Regions from separate parts of the Delphinus delphis genome. Here region 2 is linked to region 1. Evidence: chromatin contacts called from public Hi-C data. All regions are on one chromosome and are shown on one strand. The core of a region is the stretch at or near the end of the contact, and the rest is flanking DNA. Distances in the headings are between cores, read along the strand shown. Region 1 holds the start of LOC132428722 (E3 ubiquitin-protein ligase HERC2). Region 2 holds the start of CCDC115 (coiled-coil domain containing 115).

Region 1 (4,295 bases), core at 914-3,413:
CATTTTTTGGTATCTAGTGAGATGCTTTGAATGTTAAATCAATCTTGAATTCTTGGGATAAACTCCACTTGGTTATGATGTATTATTCTTTCTATATGGTGATGGAATCTATTTGCAAAAAGTTGGCTAAAATTTTTTGCATCTATGTTTGTAGGGTATATTGGTCTTAAGTTTCCTTGTAATGTCTTTTTCTGGTTTTGTTAACAGGGTATGCTGGGCTTATAGAATGAAAATGTTCACTCCTCTTCAATTTTCTGGAAGAGTTTGTATAGAATTTGTGTTACTTCTTTATTAAATATTTGGTAGAACCAGAATCCACCAATGAAACAATCTGGGCCTGGAGATTTCTTTTTTAGAAGGTTTTTAACTGTGAATTTAATTTCTTTAACCCTGTTTAGGTTATCTATTTCTTTTTGAGTGAGTTTGGTAGTGTACGACTTTCATGGAATTAGCCCATTTCATATAAATTGTCAAATCTGTATGTATAGAGTTGTTTCTAGGACAGGTACCCCCTGCTTTTCAAAAGCTCGCTTTATGCCATGTTGCTTCTGTGAAAAGACCTGCATTACTACCTGTTTTTGCTAACCAAAAGAAATCCCAAAGAGAATTTTCCCTTTTATGGAAAAAGGCAAAAAATGAAAACAGCATTCAGCATTTGTTTTGTTGTGAGCTGTTATAGAGGTACCTGCACCCCAAGCAGCAAGTGGCACCACCAAGCTCCTTCCCTGGGAACTACACTCAGCAACTCATCATCAAGCCACCATAGCTTCGAATTGTGTCTGTGAGTATCTGAGCTTTATCGCAATTTACTTCGTGCATCCCTTGGCAAGATGTGTCCTTTCTTTGCTTTACAACATTTCCATTCCGAAAGGTTGCATAGGAATTCTCTTTTGGATAGTTGGGGAAACCTGTATTCCCTTACTGTCCTTTTGAGGTCTTTAGTGATAAATTTTCTTGCATTCCAGATATTGGTAGCTTGTGTGTTTTCCCTCTTTTTGGAGGTCTCATCATAGCCTATAATCTTTTCAAATGACTGGTTTTATTTTAGTTTAATTGATTTTTCTCTATAGTTTTTCTGTTTTCAATTTCATTTATTTCTTCTCCTCTATTATTTCCTCCCTCTTCTTGTTTTGAGTGTGTGCTGCTTTTCTTTTCCTAGTTTCTTAAAATGGAAGCTTAGCACAGGGAACTCTACTCAGTCCTCTAATGGTCTATATGGGAAAAGAATCTAAAAAAAGAGTGGATATCTGTGTATGTATAACTGATTCACTTTGTTGTACACCTGAAACTAACACAACATTGTATTGATCAATAAATCAACTATACTCCAAAATAATTAAAAAAAATAAAGTCTAGAAATCAGGAAAATAAAGAATGGGAAAATAAAAAAATGTAAGCTTAGATTGTTGATTTGGGGTCTTTATCACTTTTAAGATAAGCAGTTAGTGTTATAAATTTCACTTTCATCAGTATTTTAGTTGAGTCCCACAAATTTTGATGCTGCATTTTAATTTTGTTCAATTCAAAATAGTTCTTTTCCTTTGAGATTTCTTCTTTGACCCATGGACTATCTAAAAATGTATTGTGTAACTTCCAAGTGTTTGGAGATTGTCCTGTATCTCTTAATGATTTGTAGTTAATTCTATTATGATCAGAGAACATACTTTGTATGACTTTGTTTTAACTTTCTTAAGCATTGTTTTCTGGCTACTGGTTCAGTGGAACTAAAAGCTCTCATTTCCTTCTCTGATCCCCCTGCTACCAGCTGCTCCATGTATTCTGCGCAAGGTTTTGGTTGCATTCAGTGGGACAGGCAGCAAGAGGCTCTTGCAGACCCCATCCCGCCTCACCTTCAGCCCTAGCGCCGACCAAGCCGAGCCACCCTGCATCACCATGCTGTCTCCCCACCGGCTGCCTTTCTGGGAGCGTTGGGAGAAGTCCGGTTCAGGAGCTTGTGCGTGCGTGCGTGCGGCGGAAATCCCGCCTCTCGGCGTCTTCGGTTGGCCTTGACCGCAAGGGGGTGAGCTCAAGGAGGAAGAGGAGCCGGATTGAAGGAAACTTGGAGAGTCGGCAGAAGGGGCGGGGATGTTCCTCTTCCCCATTGGCTGGGCCTGCGGAGACGCCTCGATGCGATTGGCTGGGCAGCGTGGGCCGTAGTCCCGCGTCGGCCCGCCCCGCCGGCCTCTGGAGGCGCCGGGATTGCAGGCCCCGGGATTGGGAGCGCCGGCGGAGCCCGTGGCTTTTGGGGCTGTGTCCGCACGCGCTGGAGCCAGGCAGCCGGGCCTCTGCCGTCCGGTCTTCGTTCTAGGGGGGCGGCGAGGGCGGCCGGCCGCTGGGGCGGTGCAGGCCGGGGCCGGGCCAAACCGGGGCACGGCGGGCGTTGGCGCAGCCGCCGGACCGGGGCCTGCACGGACCGCCCGCGGCGCGCGTCTCGGGCTGTCTTTTCATTTCCAAGTGATTATTGTTTTGGATTTTTCTGCAGACGTGAATTTTGGTTAATTTATTTCACGCACCAGTTCTGGCCTGAGGTAAAGCGGAGGATGCGTTCTGGTGTCATTTGTCGTTGAGATGTGGGCTTTTTGCAGTCTGTGTGTTTACCTTTTGGATTTAAGGGAAGGGGATGACATTGTGATTTGGTCTTGTAACCGTCCATTCTCAAGGTCTCGCCGACGTGGTACAGACCCGGGCGAATCCCGTGTGTGACTCTTACCTGGACTGGAAGTAGGCTTTTTCCTTTCTCGCCCCATGTTTCTCTTTCCCTCTCTCCTCCTCTCACTCCCCTCCTCCAGAGCTTCTCCTCTCCCTCCTTCCTGTTCTCTCTTTTTGCCGCATTAAATCTTGCGGTAGGGTCTTTGTAAAATTCTGAAAAGGTTGAGGTCTTCAGCGTTTCTGTTTTACTTGCAGGTTTGACGACTGGGAGGAAATCGGGGGAAAGATGCCTTCTGATTCTTTCTGTTTGGCTGCTCAGGCTCGACTTGACTCCAAATGGTTGAAAACAGATATACAGGTGGGGTTTTGACATTCCTTTTTCCTGGTGTTTTCCTTGCCTACATAGTTAAACTTCTGGTGAACCCTTTCTTTAGGATATGTAAGGGCATGCAGATCAGATCTTGCCGTATTAGAGAAGCAGGTTTGTTTTCTGTAACTTTAAATGTACCTTTTATTGTGTCAGTTTTTATTGCTCTATTTATAGTGTGTGTGGCTACATTTTAATTACAGTTATTTATAAGTGCAAGAAACGAGATATTATGCAAAAATTTTTTGTTATTATTTTTTAAGGGGTCTGTATCATTCTTAGCCATATCTTGGTGACTGTTTGTTTAGTGATACTTTTTGAGATGTTCAGTTAATTATGTGGGGGAGAAGTGACATACAGTCATTTATTATGTCCTGCAGAAACTCATTTTTATGGGATTCTGTGTTTGTGTTTCTGGAGAGACAAGGGTTCAGTTGAGCTGTTTGTTTTGTATTCTCATTGGTCTTATTAAGAGGAGTGCTTGGATTTTCATATCAAGAACATGTGGAAACAAAATGTTAGCCTTAGACTCTCTAATAATTTGTTTTAAGGTAATTGCATGCTTGTCCAGAAATTGTCAAATAAATAATGATGATGTTTCTGTAGTCTTTTCTTTATCCCAAGTTAGTTTTGTTTGCTAATGGAAAAACTGTGTTTGTAACTCCCTGTTGCCCTCAGAAAGAAATGGCCAAAATATTTTGTTGTGTATATGTGTTTTTCCCTCTTCCCTGAGGTTAACCATTTTAAGTATTTCTCAAGTAATCTTAACCTTGTTTAAATACAGTCTTACCTACTGCATGACGCAAGTCATGTATTCTGTAAGCAGTTGATCTTAGATATTTGTAGTGAAGCGTTATTGCCCTTCTTACATTTTTTTTTTTAAGTGTGGAGTCCCAGTTGGTTTCAGAGCCAAGTGTTAAGAACTATGTTGTGGGTGATGGGATGGTTAACCCAAGAAGAATTGGGTTAAGAATTGGCAAAGTAGTGACTTTTTAAAATTTAAACATTACCTTTTATTTAGCAATTACTTTCTGTTTTCCTTTGACTTTTTTTTTTTTAAGCAGGGGTGGGGGAAGTGAGAGATGAATAATTTCTTATTTACAAAATCTTGAGATTCAGGCAAACTGATTTTAAGAATTGTTTTTATTTTTTTATTTAAAAAAATTTAAAAGAAAATTTATTTATTTTATTTATTTTGGCTGTGCTGGGTCTTAGTTGCCGCACTCGGGATCTTTAGTTGAGACATGTGGACTTCTTAGTTGCGGCATGCATGTGGGAT
Region 2 (4,317 bases), core at 1,076-3,575, 320 kb before region 1:
AAACTGCTCTTTCTATACAAAGGTGGACCAGAAACCCTGAAACCCTCTTACAATAAAATCATTAATCGTGATGCTCTGGGTCAGAGGTTTCCTCTGTGAACTAATGCTAGACTTGGCAGAGGAGCTAGGCTGTGGGCATGCCCACTTTGGAGCATGCCCTTGAACCCAGCAGGTCCCTCCAACATGCCCTGGACTAACTCTTGCACATGGAAGAGAATGTTCACAGCAGCAGGCCTGCCCCAAACTAAAAATAAGCTCAACACCACCCACAGGGAAACGGATGAAGACCCCATGGAATATTAACCTGCAGGAGCCCCACCTACACTCAATGGATCTTAGAAACAACACTGAACCAAAACAGAAAGCTGCAAAAGAATACACGCAACCTAATACTACCTTTACAACTAAAAATCGACCCATATGATTTAAGAATACAAACAAGCATGATAATCCTCAAAAAGAACAGCAAGGAAATGGTTCATTTTTAATCAATATTCAATACTGCGTTTATCTAAATTGGGGGAAATATTTCTGAATTTAAATATATTAATCATTTTTCATTTCTTAACACGGGCAGATAGGTCACAGGTGTTTAACTTTATGCTTGACATAAGTACTACATACACATACTTCATATACTTTATATGTCTAAAACCTAAGAAAATCAAAGTGAATCTAAAATAGAGATATGGAGTTGATGTACTATCAGATAGGAAACAGAGCTCCACCAACATGAGAACCAACAAAATACAGATAAATACGGCATTTCCAATCAGGCATGTGTGACAGGCTCTTCATTAGTACGGCAAATGGAAAGCAGGGAAAATATTGCAAAGTTAAATTCCTAATTTACAACGCAAATAAAATTCAGTTCTACACGAGTGAACAGTTTTAAAATACAAGGGAGTCATAACAGCACTAAAAGACAATAAGATATTCTTCTTATCTTGTAGTGAAAAAAAGTAGCAAGAATAAAAACGACAGAGGGGAAATAAATATAGGACCACGTGAAATGTTTAAATTTGGGAAGACCTAGACACTGCAAATAAAATCACTACGCAAGTTGTAAAATCTGGACACTGCAGCATAAATGACAAGTAATTCACACCATCATGCAAGCGACATTTGCAACCCATCAGGAAGATCCAACAGGAAAAGAAAATGACCAGTAAATACTTGAAAAGACACTCACCATACTAACACAAGTAAATGCTAATTAAAAGCGTTTGACACCACTGGCCTTTTTCCCGTTGGGTTTTAACAGGAAAGCCCAAGGGTCTTTACCGTGACTGGGGGGCGGGGACAGACTTACCCTCGAGCGCACGCCGAACCTTGTCCTTCCTCTCCTGGGCTGTTCGCCGAGCCTCCTCACAGGCCTTGCGATACAGGTACTCGCGGCGAAGGCGGGCCTCGCGGCGCAGCTGGGAAACAGCAGGTCCGCTCAGGCAAACCTTTTTCGCCGCGCAAGACCGGGCCCGGGAAACACCCGCCCCGAGCCCACAGGCCACATCCCCAGCCACCGCGAGCCCCCGACCTCCAAAACAGGAGCTTAAACGTCCCTCCTACCATCCTGGGCGCAACTTCCACGTGAGTCCAGGAGTTCTCTTCTGGCGCCGCCGGCACCACGCAGTCGTCCCTTCCGCCCTCAACCGAGAAGGCCGCTAGAGGCCTCACTAGACTCTGCTGCTGCCGAGAATGCCCAAAGTTAAAATGGCTGGGAGTCGCAAGGCGATTGGCCAGCCCGAAGCTGGAGCAACCACTAGGCGTGGGGGGGGGGGGGGGGGTGTCAAGGTGCTGTCACGTGGCTTAGAACGGCCGTTAATAAAGGCGTCGGTCATGGTTTCACTACCTAACGTGCGGAACGGGATGTTAATTAGAAGACGACGAACAGCTAAAATAATCATAATTGTAGGCTCGAAATAGTGCAGCAACTGTAAAAGCTGCACAGCGATTGACCGGATGATCGCCTAGCGGCCGGTTCTAGAATTGAATTTAAAGCCGCTCCTCCCTTAAAATGGTTGCCGAACAGCTATGCCTCCTTCCATCGCCACTGCGACAGACGTACTTTAAAAAACGGCCGATTCCAAAAGCGATTCGGAGACACCCACAGCTCTCGCCGACTGTCCGGGTGGCTGATCCCCTTCCGGTGCTCGCGTGACGAGGCGCTAATCACCTCCCCGGGCCGCTGCTCTGAGGGTGCTTATTCTGAAAGGAACTCAGCGAGTCGCCTCCACCCAGTGGGCGTCTCGGCCCAAGGTTGGGAACGCCCCCTCGGGGGACGGACCTCACGCGCCTATTGGCTGTCCTTCTGGCACGGCGGACGCTGATTGGGCGACCTGGGGAGCCGGCTACTGACTCTGTGTGGAGCCCATGGCGGCGCGGGACCCGCGAGCCGAGTTGGACTCCCTTCTCCTGCAGCTGCTCGGGGACCTGGAGGAACTGGAGGCGAAGCGGGCGGCGCTGAACGCCCGGGTGGAGGAGGTGGGAGCCTGGGGCGGGCGGGCCGGCACGTGAAGGTTACTGAGTTTCACCGCTCTCCTCTCTCTTCCCAGGGCTGGCTCTCGCTCTCCAAAGCTCGCTACGCCATGGGTGCGAAGTCGGTAGGGCCTCTGCAGTATGCCTCCCGCATGGAGCCCCAGGTCCGCGTCTGCACCAGGTGAGGTCCCTTTCACGCTGCAGCGGGTGGGCAGGCAGGGGCCAGGTCGGGGCCGCCAAAGGTCTAGCCTCCCTTCTCGTTCTTTAGCGAGGCCCAGGACGGACCCCAGAAGTTCTGGATGGTGAGAGGCGGCACCCAGACTCCAGAGGAGGTGGGACCCCGCGAGGCAGGTGAGTCCCCCCGCCCCTTCTTCCCGTAGGGCCCCTTCCGATGTCAAAGACAAAAGGCATGGGACAACAGGGGAGATGATTTTATTTAGGCTGTTAACGATAGAGAGAGCACCCCAGACCTGAAGATCAGAATGTAGAATGTCTCAGCAGAGTGGTTTTTTGCTTTAGACTTTTACAGGCAGAGAGAGAAAGTTATAGGTGAGGTCCTTTACAGTTGGGATTGTTTTGCAATCAGAGGAAGTCTCAGCTGCGCAGAAGATATTTTTGTCTAGCTAGTTTCAGCGGGACAAGCTTCTAATCTCAGTTAATCATTCGTGAGACAAAGAACAGGGAGTTGAAGGGTCTGTCTGGCCTTTCAGCATGTTCAGGCGAAATGGGAAAAGTCAGTGTGTGGCTTTTTCACGGATAAACAAGGGGTGTCATTTGCTGGTTTTATGATAGTCAAGAGAAAGAGTGGACAGATTCACATGAACCACAAGGGGAAGGGTGGTTCTTTGTAGTAAGCTGTTTTCCAGAACATAAAAGGTTGAGAGGATTTTCCAACTATCGGTATTTTCTAGGATCATGAGCTCAAATGAAGTTTAACATTGTGTCACTGAGAAAACAAAGGCCAGGTAACAATCCCCCCAACCTCCAGCCTTTCTTTTTACAGTTCTTCGCAGGCGCAAGGGTCTCACGAGGACCCCGGAGCCAGACCCCTCCCCAGCTCCCCAGGACCCTCTGAACTGGTTTGGAATCCTGGTTCCTCACAGTCTACGGCAAGCTCAAGCCAGCTTCCGGGAGGGTGAGTGGACCCCCTATCTACAGGGAGCACTTGAGCACTAATGCCAAGGCTGGGATTAGTCTGCAAAGGGCTTTGCAGGTTTTCTCCATTGCAGACTTTTGTTGCACACCTTCTGTTTTTTCAAAAAGCGTTTATTCGCTGTTGGCAGAGTTCCAGGTTCATATTAGGTGCTGGCAGTAAACAAAAAGGACAGACAGCTTCATGGGATGTTTATTTTATTGAGGGCAGAAAAACAACATGCAAACAAATAAGTAGGCCCTAAATATAATACCAGGTAATGAGACTTGCTATGAAAAAATAAGGTAGAGTATGGAGTGGGCTGGGGAAGCTGTTTTTTGAATGGTAGCCTGGAAAGGCCTCTGAAGAGATGAAGGAGAGAGCTTTGGTGATCTGGGGGGACAGTGTTCTAGGTGCAGGGACCAGCCAGGGCAGAGCTCTGAGGCAAGGTTGTATCTGGAATAGCAGAGAGGAGGCCAGTGGTCTAGTGGAGGGGGGCGGGGGGAGGGCAGTGGAGGATCGGGTAAGTGGTGGAAAGCTGCATGTTTTTTCAAGTAAAAGCCACAGGATTTGCTGACAGATCAACTGGGCAGTAAGGGAAGGAGTGGAGTGAAGGATGAGCCCACAGTTTCTAGCCAGAATGCTTAAAAGGGTGGATACCCTCACCTGAGTGGGAGGGCTGCGGAGCAGCAACAGCCGAGGGGAAGTCA

Evidence for each region. A called contact is a pair of places that touch in the nucleus more often than the background predicts.
Region 2: a Hi-C map of lung shows a contact between it and region 1, with 3 times the contacts expected there. The contact joins the promoter of CCDC115 here to the promoter of LOC132428722 in region 1. A contact is called at or near these places in 2 of 3 Hi-C or Micro-C datasets (lung and muscle).

What each region holds. Positions count from the first base shown.
Region 1 is chr7:113,112,484-113,116,778 of mDelDel1.2, reverse strand. LOC132428722 (E3 ubiquitin-protein ligase HERC2) reads left to right here and starts at 2,163. Exons shown (of 92, transcript XM_060017027.1): 1 at 2,163-2,528; 2 at 2,905-3,007. The coding sequence starts at 2,936.
Region 2 is chr7:113,437,373-113,441,689 of mDelDel1.2, reverse strand. It overlaps CCDC115 (coiled-coil domain containing 115), which reads left to right and starts at 2,325. Exons shown (of 5, transcript XM_060017040.1): 1 at 2,325-2,481; 2 at 2,553-2,656; 3 at 2,744-2,826; 4 at 3,479-3,610. The coding sequence starts at 2,371. IMP4 (IMP U3 small nucleolar ribonucleoprotein 4) reads right to left here and starts at 2,211. Exons shown (of 11, transcript XM_060017039.1): 1 at 2,066-2,211; 2 at 1,567-1,686; 3 at 1,313-1,421. The coding sequence starts at 1,569.